Regions from separate parts of the Mus musculus genome. Here region 2 is linked to region 1. The links are chromatin contacts, called in public HiChIP or PLAC-seq maps. All regions are on one chromosome and are shown on one strand. Each heading gives the region's core, a stretch centred on a gene start, on an enhancer-like site or on the middle of the called end of the contact. The rest is flanking DNA. Distances are from core to core; before and after follow the strand shown. Region 1 has its middle 21 kb from the start of Ythdc1. Region 2 holds the start of Utp3 (UTP3 small subunit processome component).

Region 1 (6,340 bases), core at 2,081-4,580:
CTTCCATACTGTCAGTTATGGGTAATAGAGTTGTTAGGATTTTCAGAAGGGAGAGCATATCTTTAAAAACTTTGGGAGGCCTGCAAGATGGCTCAGCTGTGAAGACACTCGCCACCAAGCCTGACCCTGAGATGGATCCTCAGAACACACATGGTGGAAGGAAAGGTCAAGTTCCTCACTGGCATTCACATGAGTGGTAGTACACAGCCACCCGTCCATATATATATATATATATATATATATATGTATATGTATATGTATATGTATATGTATATGTATATGTATATGTATATATGTATATATGTATATATGTATATATGTGTGTATGTACGTATATATGTATGTATATATGATATAGATATATGAAATTCAAATAAACTGAGTTCTTTTGCTGGTGAGTTGAACATTTTAATTCTCACCAGTGAGCTATGATTAAATCTTAAACCTTCCTATTTCTCTTCCCCTGCTCCCTTCTCCTCTCTCTCCTCAAGGCCTCTCTACATAGCAGTGGCTGTCCTCTAACTTACCAGGCTGGATTTGAACTCACAGAGATCTACCTGCCTCTACCTCCAGTGTGTGCTGCAGTGGAGGCAGCTCATTATTTACTAAAGCTAAGTGTTTTGTTTGTTTTTGATTTTGAGACAAACGTAGTTCTAGCTATCTTCTAACTTGCTACAACTCACAAGCTCTCTATCAGCCTCTGCCTATTTCTCTAGTTTTCTTTTTTTTAATTTTTTAAAAAAAGTATTTATTTATTATATGTAAGTACACTGTATCTGTCCTCAGACACACCAGAAAAGGGCAACAGATCTATGAAACAGATGGCTGTGAGCCACCGTATGTTTCCTGGGAATTGAACTCAGGACGTCTGGAAGCTCAGTCAGTGCTCTTAGCCACTGAGCCATCTCCCCAGCCCTCTCTAGTACTCTTAGCAATTTGTTCATAGATTTTCTCATATGGTAGAAAACATCTTTGTTTCATTCATGTATATCATTAGTGAAACAGGACAGCTCTAAGATCTAAAGACCCCTTAGTGTAACCCCAATTCATAGTTAGTGTTTTCTTTCAGGTTTTTCAAGCAAGTATAAAGGAAACTTTCCTCCCTGAAATGTTCCTCGACTTAAATACGGACGGGTTTAGCCTAAAAGCAAGATTATGTGCTTGCTTATGATACAACAGTTAAGTGAAGGTGCAAATGACTATGTAGCAGTACAATTTTGTGACATCTAGGGATTTTCTAAGTATGGGCCCACGTTATATCTAGATCATAGCAAGAACAACAGAAGAGGGATCTTGTTTCTAGTCAGTTCTCTTACTCTGGAAGTATAACAGGTCTACATATCTAGAACTGTCATTACATCTGTGATAACTGCCAGCATAGTAACTGTCCTTCCCTGATGAAGTAAGGCCAGCTACGGATCCATGGAAACCCCAGGCTACCAGGAAATGGGTAAGTCACATATCACACTAGCAATTGAACTAAAAGGTTAGAAAAACTCAAGCAACTTCTAAAATGTCCACCTCAGGTAAAGAGGGAGGCTTAACTGCCTGTTCAAAGAGTGGTCACCTCTTTTCTTTGTCCAGGACTTGGACATAAAAGAGGACAGAAGAAAGATAGGTCCTAGGCTCCATGTCTGGACAGTATAGCTCAATCAGTGAGCTCCAGATACCATGAGAGGAGCCCGTCTCAGAACAAGGTTGAGAAGCTATTGAGGAAGACATCTAATGTCAACCACCAGACTCTACACACACACACACACACACACACACACACACACACACACACACACAGAGAGAGAGAGAGAGAGAGAGAGAGAGAGAGAGAGAGAATACAAATGAAAGAAAGTTAAAGAGGAATTTGATTTTTTTTTTCAGAGTTGGCCCTACGGCTTTACAAAAGACCACTCCCCCCCCCCCCCCCGTTTTTCCACTTTGGTTTTAATTTATACTTGCACATATTTTCAGGGTACAGTATAATCTTCTAATTCATGTTTGCATTGTGCAATGTTAGCAGAAGGTTTTAGTGAGTTGTTACAAAGTAGGATGACTGCAACTAATAAAACCTACTGGCTATTTTCACATGGTTAGTCCAGAGGATTCAGAATGTTCTCAGCACACTGAAATAATAAATGATGTGTAAGATGATGGGTATGCTAGTTATTGGCTTTGGGTTTTTTTTAGTGACTGCACCATTTGTTTCTGTGCTTTGAAGGTGAAAACCTGACCCTGCCACTTTGATTGCCAGAATGTTTTTTATATAGGAAAGTTTTGAGTTAAAATTCCCAATTATAAACACACACACACACACACACACACACACACACACACACACACACACACACACAGCGCATTCTCACTGCTTCTGTAAGTGAGATTAGTTCAAGCAAATTCCTAGAGAATCCATGTGGGTGGCCAATTACTAATTTATACATTGCCTTTTTGTTGTAATTTTGAGACAGCGTGAAAGCATGGTTGGAAAGTTTGGCAATTAGACTTAATTCCACAGTGTGTGGAACAGTGGCTTTTCCTGCATGGCTTTCCCTAAATTACTCTGTTCTGAGTGTCAATACTGAGGGAGAAGGAGGCTTGCTTTTATTTGTTATTTGTGAAATTAATGTTTTGTTTCAGATCTGGGACAGGAGACTCGGGGGGTGCATATTTTACATACTAAAGCAGACCTGGATTCTAGGTTCTCCCAACATCCCTCAGTCCCTATCTGGCATACCCTGTTTCCAGCCCAGGGCTGGGTTGCCCTTCCACAGGAGGTTACTCCCTATATAATCCAGACATTTTCATTCTCTCTCTCTCTCTCTCTCTCTCTCTCTCTCTCTCTCTCTCTCTCTCTCTCTCTCTCTTCCTACCTCCTTCTTCCTCTCCCCCTTCTTCTCCTCCTCCTCTCCCGTCCCCACCTTCGACTCTCCCTCTTCCTCTTCTTCCCCTCTCCCCTTTCTCCCCCTCTCTCCTCTCCCCTCTTCCCATGTGGACTTCTCTGGCCTTGGTCCTTTGGGACTGGCCAGTGAACTCTCCCCACAAACCAGCCTTTAATATAATCTAATCTGTTTTAAATTGACTCATTTTACCAACGGCAGAAAAATAACCTATCAGTTAGCAACTGCCACTTGCCTGTCATAGACATTGTTACAGACCTGTAAATAACTCGCTTCCGCCTGCGATGAATCAGCTATGAGCTGATTGATGTGGATTGGAAACATGGACAAATCTAAAACATCAGGAAACAAAACAAAGTGAATTTATCTTTGACTTTATCAAACTCACTGACTTACTAACAAAGGATGTGACGCCCTGGCTAGATCACAGAAAAAAAGAGTCAAATTGACACTGGGCGTGGTAACACGCACAGAAATGTGAGTCCTAGGAGCGGCCTCATGGCTTGAGACAGCCCTCCCAACCCCCCCTCCAATTGCCTTCACGTTGATCCAGGCTTTTACCTTAGTACAGCCTTGGTGACCCAGCTCTGCACTGAAAACTGCCTGGGGGCACCTGGAGCAGGCTTGCCTTTTGCTTTGGAGTTCTTCATGAAGAACATAATACAGTAAGTTAAGGGAAGAGCATGGCATTTTTGCTTAAAAAGTTGAAAGTAAAGCTAAAGTCATAGTCCTTGTTTGATTATTAGTCAGTGCAAGGTTTCAAGCAGGGATAAACTGGCTGAGTGACTTCATGACATATTAGAGCAAACCCAGGCACCAGGTTTTCCCTGAATGCCTCAGTCCCTACCTTTGTAGGGCCCTTCTACCTGGATTACTCTGCCCCCTACCCTAAACTTCTGCAGTCCATGGGCTGGGCTGCCCTTCCCCCAGCTGCCCTTCCCTGTATAATCCAGACATTTTGGTTACCCTCTCCTCTTTTGCACCTCCAGGCTGCAGCACCTGGTTCTGCTCTCTCCCCCTCCATCTTCCCTCTCTCCTTACAGAGCTCAAGGGTCATGTCCACTCTGAACTGTCCCTGATGTCGACTGTGCTTTTCCTTTTGTCTACAATAAATTTTCTCCTCCACCATGACCTAGAAGCACTCATATTTTTCTCTTTCTTTCTTTCTTTCTTTCTTTCTTTCTTTCTTTCTTTCTTTCTTTCTTTCTTTCTTTCTTTTTCTTTTCTTTTCATTCATCTGGTACCAAAACCCCAGACCTGTCATAATCTTTTCTTTGTATTTCTTTTTTTTTTTCATCCAGTCACCAGAAAAAAAATTTTTTTTCTCTGTTAATTTTTTATTTTGGCAAAATGTTTCCCTAAACAAGATTTGAAGGTAGGCTTTTCCTGAATGTATATAAACTGACTTTCAAGTGTTGGGATTAAACATCTGTCACTGTACCTGGCTTAACTTCTAGCTCAAATTAATTTTCCAACATGTCATTGAATAGCATTGCTATGATGATAAAGCTGAACTTCCTTTTTTTCTAGCCCAAACCTTTTTAGCTCTGTCTTTCTTACCTGACAGAGGATGGGATGCTACAGGGCAGAAAGTCATTTGATGGTGGTGAATTTGTGTGCAACTTGCCCAGAACATTTTTCCACACTGTTGAAAGATCAATTTTGAATCTGTCGATTCATTTTTGTGGTGTTTTTAGACTTTAGTATGTTAGTATCTTAAATTTCACGTTCATGTGCTTTTTAGTACTACACTATAAAAATAAAATTTCATTACCATAGTCTCATGGGAAGTAAAAAATTATGTTTTTATTGTATTTCATATGTTTATTATATTTGAAATATTGAAATAGATTAATCATTTGTATATGATATAATCATATTTTGTTTGGAGGAAAACTAAACTAAAAGCAGTAAATATTTATTGTAGAAATTTCAAATAATCAGGAAAATTAGATAAAGATGGATGATCAGTCTATAGGAGCTGGTTGATCTGGAGCACGAACAGTGGCATCTGGATTAGATTCAAATAAGGACGATTAATCTTATTTACTATAATTTTGATACTATATCTTCTGCTATTTTTAACTCTCAGAAGAGTCTCCTTTTTGGGACAGAGCCTTACTATGGTAGCCTTGGGTGGCCAGGAAATAGGACCAAAAATCAACAAGTAAAAATTCATGACATTAACAAATGTTTCTATTGTAAAAGAAGGAAATTTTAACCAATTAAAGAAACAGCCTGTAGAGTGAAAATTCTTTGCCAGCTATACACCTGACAGAGAATTAGTGTCTCGTGTATACAAGGGTCTAAACACCACAAAACTCCAAGTTAACACACAACCCAATTACAGTGAGGCATCTGACTGAGCGGGAGTTCTCATATAAAGAAATCCAATAGATAAGAGTGCCCAGCATCGAAAGGACCCAGATATAGCTCTCTCTTGTGAGACTATGCCGGGGCCTAGCAAACACAGAAGTGGATGCTCACAGTCAGCTATTGGATGGATCACAGGGCCCCCAATGGAGGAGCTAGAGAAAGTACCCAAGGAGCTGAAGGGATCTGCAATCCTATAGGTGGAACAACAATATGAACTAACCAATACCACCCCCCATCCCCCCACTCCCATCCTGGAGCTCGTGACTCTAGCTGCATATGAATCAGAAGATGGCCTATTTGGCCATCAGTGGAAAGAGAGGCCCATTGGTCGTGCAAACTTTATATGCCTCAGTACAGGGGAATGCCAGGGCCAAGAAGTGGGAGTGGGTGGGTGGGGGAGCGTGTGGGGGACTTTTGGGATAGCATTGGAAATGTAAATGAAATAAATACCCAATTAAAAAAAAAAAAGAGTGCCCAGCATCCTTAGCCGCCCAGGAAACTCAAACTACTTTGAGATTTCCTCTCATCCTAGTCAAAATGGCAGAAGTACCGTTGCTGGTGAGGATGTGGAGAACTCGGAACCCTCATACACTGTTGATGGAAGTGAAATTGGGACAGCTACTGTAGAAATAAATCAGTGTGGAGATTCGTTTATACAAAGCTAGAACTGGGGTCTGGTGAGATGGATTAGTGGGTTAATACATTTGCTGCCACATCAATGCCAGATTCCCACATAATGGAAGGAGAGAATCGACTCCTGCAAGCTGCCCTCTAGCATCTGAACGTATGGCACATGTGCACACACTCACGCATAAATAAATGCAAGAATTAGAATTTAAAAAAAATAGAAGTAGATCTACCATGTGACTCTGCCGTACCATTTTTGGGTGTATACCAAAAGGACTCTGCTGCAACGGAGACACACACTCACCCATGTTCATAGCTGCTCTAGTCACAACAGCTATACTTGGAAACAGCCTAGATGTCTGTCAGATAGTGAATAGATAAAGAAAATATGGAACCTATATACAGTGGAATTTCATTCAGCTATAAAGAAATATAAAATCATGAAATTT
Region 2 (6,340 bases), core at 2,672-5,171, 1.8 Mb before region 1:
ACAGTCCTCCTGCACCATCCTTCCAACCCTTCAGTTGTACTGTGGTTGCCTTACAGTTCTTGGATTGACCGCGCTCTAGGTAAGCGCTCTAGCACTGAACTCTCAGTCCCCTCCACCCCAAATTAATTATTATTTTTTAGCCAAACCTATGGGCTTCTGGTTTCATAGAGCTGAACTACTTACTGACAAGGTATAAACTGTGATTTCTTCTATAGTTCTAGAGGAAAAAACTCCACTGATTGGAGTTTCTCTAGTACTATCCAGTTTTTGTTTCCTACCTCATTCTTGTAGCTAACAGCCTACTATTATAAACTGTATGCTCAGCCTAGGACTTTGCAGTGTTCCATCTGAATCAGAATCTCCTGGAGTGCCTGTTAAAGCCAGAGCCATCTGGGGCTCACAGAAGCTGGCTAAATAAGGAAACATTTCACTTAGGAGTCCCATGTAGGACATTAACTTGGTACCGATGACACAACACTCATTAGGTGACACCTATGTAACAGATGTTCTAAATATTTCATGTATCAGTTCACTTAATTCTCCTAAGTCCTCCAAAGTAGGCACTACTCTTAGCCAGTTCAACCTGGCTTTGAACTGCTGAATATCCCTGAAAAACTTCTCATCTTGACACTTGCATTTCAAGTGCTGGAATTGCCGGGCGTGGTGGCGCATGCCTTTAATCCCAGCACTCAGAGGAGGCAGAGGCAGGCAGATTTCTGAGTTCGAGGCCAGCCTGGTCTACAAAGTGAGTTCCAGGACAGCCAGGGCTATACAGAGAAACCCTGTCTCAAAAAAAAAACCCCAAAAACCCAGAAACAACAAATAATCAAGCTGGAATTATATAAGCTGGCCCCCACGTCTATCATAAGAGATAAGCAGGACTGAGGACTTAACCCAAGGCTTCCCTGGAAACCAGGCATTACACTAAAACCTACATCCTTAGGCCCCACTATCCTGGTTTTACCCAACAAAAATAGAACGGAGGCACACAGACACCAAGTATTTTGTTTAAAGTCATAGCTACTAAATAAGACTTTGGTTTAAAATTCAAGTGGTCTAATCAGTCTGCTGGTATCCTAACAGTTATCCTAAGAGATGAAGAAAATGAAACTCGATTTACTCAAAATCACCTAGGAAACTTCAAAATGTATGCTTTTCTACTTCATCTGAAAAGGAGTTAAGCTCTAAAGCTAGCAAGGCTGGGCTGAAATCCTGCCTGTGATGCATAAAAGCTTTGTGATTTTGACAAAGTTAATTCTCTCTGCTCCAAATTTCCTCATTTTCAAAATGTGGATAATAGGGCCAAGTGAAATGCACTCATGCAGGAGCAGGGTACCTTGGTGCCTTCCTCTGACCTTTCTGCCTTGATTGGTCCCTCACTGAGCTGGAAGCTTGCTTTTGGCTAGCCTGGCAGGCCAGTGAGTTACTGGGATCTACCTATCTCCTCTTCCCAAAACTGGGGCTACAGGCACAGGTAACTGTTGTTGTTTAGAACTCAAATTCAGGTCTGCATGTTTGCAGAACAAGGGCCCCAACCCACCAAATCAGCTCAACTTAGAATTGTAGCGTCTTTATCCGTGACTATTACAACCACATCATCTTTGTACAGAGAGTAGACAATTGCTTAGAGCAAGTTTAACCTTAAAATTCCCAGCAAACTGAGAATCAAATAGCAACCACCACCAATCACCAGCAGAGGGGATATGGAATTTCTACCTTAGTTACCATAAAAAGGATTATTAAAAAAATACAATTGGTGCAATTATCCTTTCTGTCACATTTAACCAAAGCTGCTTTTTACCACAGATGCACGGTAAATGCATATGTACAAATATTCTGTCCCAAGAATTACAATTATAATTGAAATCTGTTAGATCACTTTTGCAGGCTATCTTACAAAAAAGAAACAAACAACCCCCCCCCCATGACTGTCAAAGGTTTTCATTGTCTCCACATGAAAACTTATATAAAAGTGTTAAAGTGTTAATTTCATTAACACTGCACAACTAGGTGGGGAAACTTTCTAGGCTAATGTGCTAAAATATTACACAGTTTTTTTACCCTCCAATTACAATTCTTAGTAGGACTTTAATGGATGAATAAAGTAGCAACCCCGGGCTGGAGACAGCTCACTTGTATGAGTGCTTGGTTAGTTATGCACAGGCTCCAGGTTCAAGTTCTCAGCACCCAGTACAAAAGACCAACCAACAAAGCCCAAAGCAGCAACCCCTAATTCCCTGCTGACAACAAATTTTAAACTTAAAGAAAAAAAAATAGGTATTACAAACACAATCACTTTACTTCAAAACACTTTTTATTGACCTAAAATAATTGCCAAAAGCTAGGCCAAAGAGCAACTTTACTTAAGCTTAATGCTCTTCTTAACTCCAGCACGAATGCCAGAGAGTTCACCACTGTACCGCTGTTCTTCTCTGCGAACTTCACGAACCTGGCCTCGTCGTCGGATTTTGGCTTTTCTGAACTTTTCCCTATGTTTCACTCTGGGATTTCTATCAATCTTCTTTCTCCTGGGTGTAAGTCCCCTATTTTTAGCAATCTGGTAGGTAATGGCTCTCTTTGCATTTTGTTCTTCGAGAGCCTGTTCTTCAGCACTGTTTTCTTCCTTCTTTCTCTTCAACTCTTGCCTGTCTTCCATTTCCTTATAGTACTTGAGAGCAGCCCCATCAAAATCAGGCTCATCAGTCAGGGCAACAGCAGCAGCCTGCTTTACAGACTTGGGCTTGGTTTTGGTTAATTTTGCTTTTGGAGTCATTTCTTTCTTTACAGCACCATCCTTGGCTGTGAGGAGGTGACGGATTTCAGAGGACAGTTTCTGATCCACAACCGACAGCTTGTTGATCAGATTTCTGTAGGTAACAAGCCTTTCTATAACAGGATGTCCATGTGCAGGGACTCTCCGGGCTTTTAAGATCAAATAAAAGCTAATGTTGGCGCAATAGTTCAAGTAGAGATTATACTTAGTCTTCAGGTATTCGCTTCCTCTTCCAGTTGGAATGACCCCTTTCTCCACCAACTGTAACAAGGGTTCTAACTCATCCTTCACCTCTGTCAACTTGGCTTGGAGGTCTTCTATGAGCTCTAAGAGCTCTGGTGATTCTTTCTTCAACATTTTCAGCTTCTCTTTTACCGAGACTTTAGCCAAATCCTTCACAACCCTTGTCTCAGCTTCGTCTACCTGGGGCACCGGCTTTGCAAAGGCCTCCACCCAAGCGACTCCAAAATCATCCTCTTGCAGGGCTTGGGCCAAGCGCCGCTGAATTATCTGTGCCTCCTCCTCTTCTTCTCTTTCCTCCTCTTCTACTTCTTGCTGACTCTGACGGCCTCGGGATTTGGAACCATAGTCCGTATCGTAATAAAGCTTTTTTCTCTGACCCCAGGACAAGCTAGGGTCCACAGAGGCCTCAGCCTCACTCTGCACGGAGCTTCCGCCGTCATCATCCTCTCCAACCTCCTCCTCCTCCGAACTCTCTCCATCTTCGTCATCTCCATCATCAATATCTAGAGGTAGCACCTCTTCCTCCTCATCGCCATCCTCCTCCCCACTCTCGACTTCGTTCCAGCCCTTGGCCAGGACTGCCCGAGATCGCGCTTCATGGAACTCATCTACCTGGTCTTGGTAGTAGCTGGAGTCCCCTGGAGAGGGCGGCAACCCCAAGTCGTCCTCATTTTCGTCCGTGGCGGTGAGACCTGCCTGGGCCCGCACGGCGGCCCACTGAGCCGCTCCACGCCGCCGTGATTTCTTCACCATGGCTCACCAGCGGTCCCGGGTTCCCAAGCGACGCCGCGATTTCCGCCACTTCTGACCTCCGCCCAGAATGATGCCGGCAAGCGGAGGCTTTCAGCACCAGCACGCTCCGCGAACCCAAGTCGGTGACCACCGGAGCAGAGAGTCTGGGAAAGGCCTGTTTCCTTCCGCTCCCAGGGTGCTCTCCGCGCAGCGCGCGCGCCTAAACTTCCGCTCCCCCCCCCCCCCCCAGCGTAATCCCGCCGCCGTGTCTTTTTAAAAACCAGTCGGTTCCGGCGAATGAAAACTTCCGGGTAGGAACGCTAGGCCAAGGATATTTCCGTTCCGCGGATCCTTTTGTGGCTACTTCCGAGCTCTCTCTCTCTCTGGTGACTTCCGGCGTGAAGCCGGAATCCCGCCAGGGACGCCGCGAGACAGCCCGCGGCCGACAGAGGGCGCGGGGCATCTACGTTCCCACGCGTCGGCAGGGCGCCCACTGGGCCACGCTAGATAGTTGCCCAGCTCACGGTTTCGTGTTCTCCGTTTGCCAGAGTGGAAGTTAGTCAGGGTTTTGTTTGTGTTTTGTTTAGTTTTGTTTTTTGTCTGTCTTGACTTCTGAAGCCGGGACTCGCCATGTTGTCAGCCTCAGCCTCCCGGATTGGTGCTTTTCTCTGTTTTTGCCTGGGAGTTGCTACCGTAGGCGCCGCGTTTCCGGGCCCCGCGCGGCGAGTCTCTGCTTTTAGGCGACCCGAGAGAGGACTTCGGGGTTTTTTGGGGACGATGTAACCGGGAAGAGTAAAAGACGCGCGGTGTCCTTCTACTGGAATAGCTTCGCTTTTCTAGACGTTCTGGAAAACTGTGAGGCTGTCAGCCGCGGACAGCCTCCTATGTATAGAATTGGGTTGCAACATTTAATGATTATTCATTGTTGTGTTCTTCAACATTGATCAAGCACCAAACTTCCGTGGCAGCGTTTTAGGCAGAGATGGGGGGGGGGAGGGGAGGGGAGAATAAAGGAAGGAAATGAGCAAAATAGATTTAACAAGGGAGGGAGGGGAGAGGAGAGAGGAGAATGAAGGAAGGAAATGAGCAAAATAGATTTAACAAGGGAGGGGAGGAGAAGAGAAAGAAGAGGGAGAGGGGAGAGAGGGAGAAGGGGAGAAGAAGTGGGGAGGAGGAAAGAGGAGGGAAGAGGAAGAAGAGGAAAAGGAAAAGAGATAAAGGCCAAAATAGGAGACCTTGTGGTTTAGGAGGGCGCACGGGTACACCAAACAGAAAACTCAGTCAAATGGGAGAAGTGACATATGGGTCTAAGAGAATCGAACTGGTGTCAAGCTTAGTAGACAGGGCTACCACCTAAGCTATCTCAAATGTATGACCTTTTATGTCAGCTTCCTTATTTAAAAGGATATACAAAGTCGTGATTATGCATACCACATGGGGTCTTGTCTTTTTTTTCTTTTTTTTTTTTTTCCATTTTTTATTAGGTATTTAGCTCATTTACATTTCCAATGCTATACCAAAAGTCCCCCTTACCCACCCACCCCCACTCCCCTACCCACCCACTCCCCCCCTTTGGCCCTGGCGTTCCCCTGTACCGGGGCACACAAAGTCTGCGTGTCCAATGGGCCTCTCTTTCCAGTGATGGCCGACTAGGCCATCTTTTGATACATATGCAGCTAGAGTCAAGAGCTCAGGGGTACTGGTTAGTTCATAATGTTGTTCCACCTATAGGGTTGAAGATCCCTTTAGCTCCTTGGGTACTTTCTCTAGCTCCTCCATTGGGAGCCCTGTGAACCATCCATTAGCTGACTGTGAGCATCCACTTCTGTGTTTGCTAGGCCCCGGCATAGTCTCACAAGAGACAGCTACATCTGGGTCCTTTCGATAAAATCTTGCTAGTATATGCAATGGTGTCAGCGTTTGGATGCTGATTATGGGGTGGATCCCTGGATATGGCAGTCTCTACATGGTCCATCCTTTCATCTCAGCTCCAAACTTTGTTTCTGTAACTCCTTCCATGGGTGTTTTGTTCCCACTTCTAAGGAGGGGCATAGTGTCCACACTTCAGTCTTCATTTTTCTTGAGTTTCATGTGTTTAGGAAATTGTATCTTATATCGTGGGTATCCTAGGTTTTGGGCTAGTATCCACTTATCAGTGAGTACATATTGTGTGAGTTCCTTTGTGATTGTGTTACCTCACTCAGGATGATGCTCTCCAGGTCCATCCATTTGGCTAGGAATTTCATAAATTCATTCTTTTTAATAGCTGAGTAGTACTCCATTGTGTAGATGTACCACATTTTCTGTATCCATTCCTCTGTTGAGGGGCATCTGGGTTCTTTCCAGTTTCTGGCTATTATAAATAAGGCTGCTATGAACATAGTGGAGCATGTGTCCTTCTTACCAGTTGGGGCTTCTTCTGGATATATGCCCAGGAGAGGTATTGCTGGATCCTCCGGTAGTACTATGTCCAATTTTCTGAGGAACCGCCAGACTGATTTCCAGAGTGGTTGTACAAGCCTGCAATCCCACCAACAATGGAGGAGTGTTCCTCTTTCTCCACATCCTCGCCAGCATCTGCTGTCACCTGAA

The links. HiChIP or PLAC-seq counts read pairs in DNA pulled down with a chosen protein or histone mark.
Region 2: a FOXA1 HiChIP or PLAC-seq map of pancreatic cancer cells shows a contact between it and region 1. The contact joins the promoter of Utp3 here to the enhancer-like site in region 1. A contact is called at or near these places in 6 of 39 promoter capture datasets (the 3T3-L1 cell line, the HPC-7 cell line, cranial neural crest and 3 more), 1 of 484 Hi-C or Micro-C datasets (CD8 T cells) and 2 of 115 datasets of contacts at active chromatin or transcription factors (pancreatic cancer cells and stem cell-derived neural progenitor cells).

What each region holds. Positions count from the first base shown.
Region 1 is chr5:86,780,226-86,786,565 of GRCm38.p6, reverse strand. No RefSeq gene overlaps it. Among named protein-coding and RNA genes, the nearest start is that of Ythdc1, 21 kb to the left of the region's middle. Within about 2 kb of position 3,330, at least 16 of the 459 cell types and tissues checked have an H3K27ac peak or open chromatin away from gene starts, as enhancers often do. A contact at or near this core is called in pancreatic cancer cells, where this site is marked.
Region 2 is chr5:88,552,043-88,558,382 of GRCm38.p6, reverse strand. It overlaps Utp3 (UTP3 small subunit processome component), which reads right to left and starts at 3,921. Exons shown (of 1, transcript NM_023054.2): 1 at 2,293-3,921. The coding sequence starts at 3,769. The coding sequence ends at 2,360.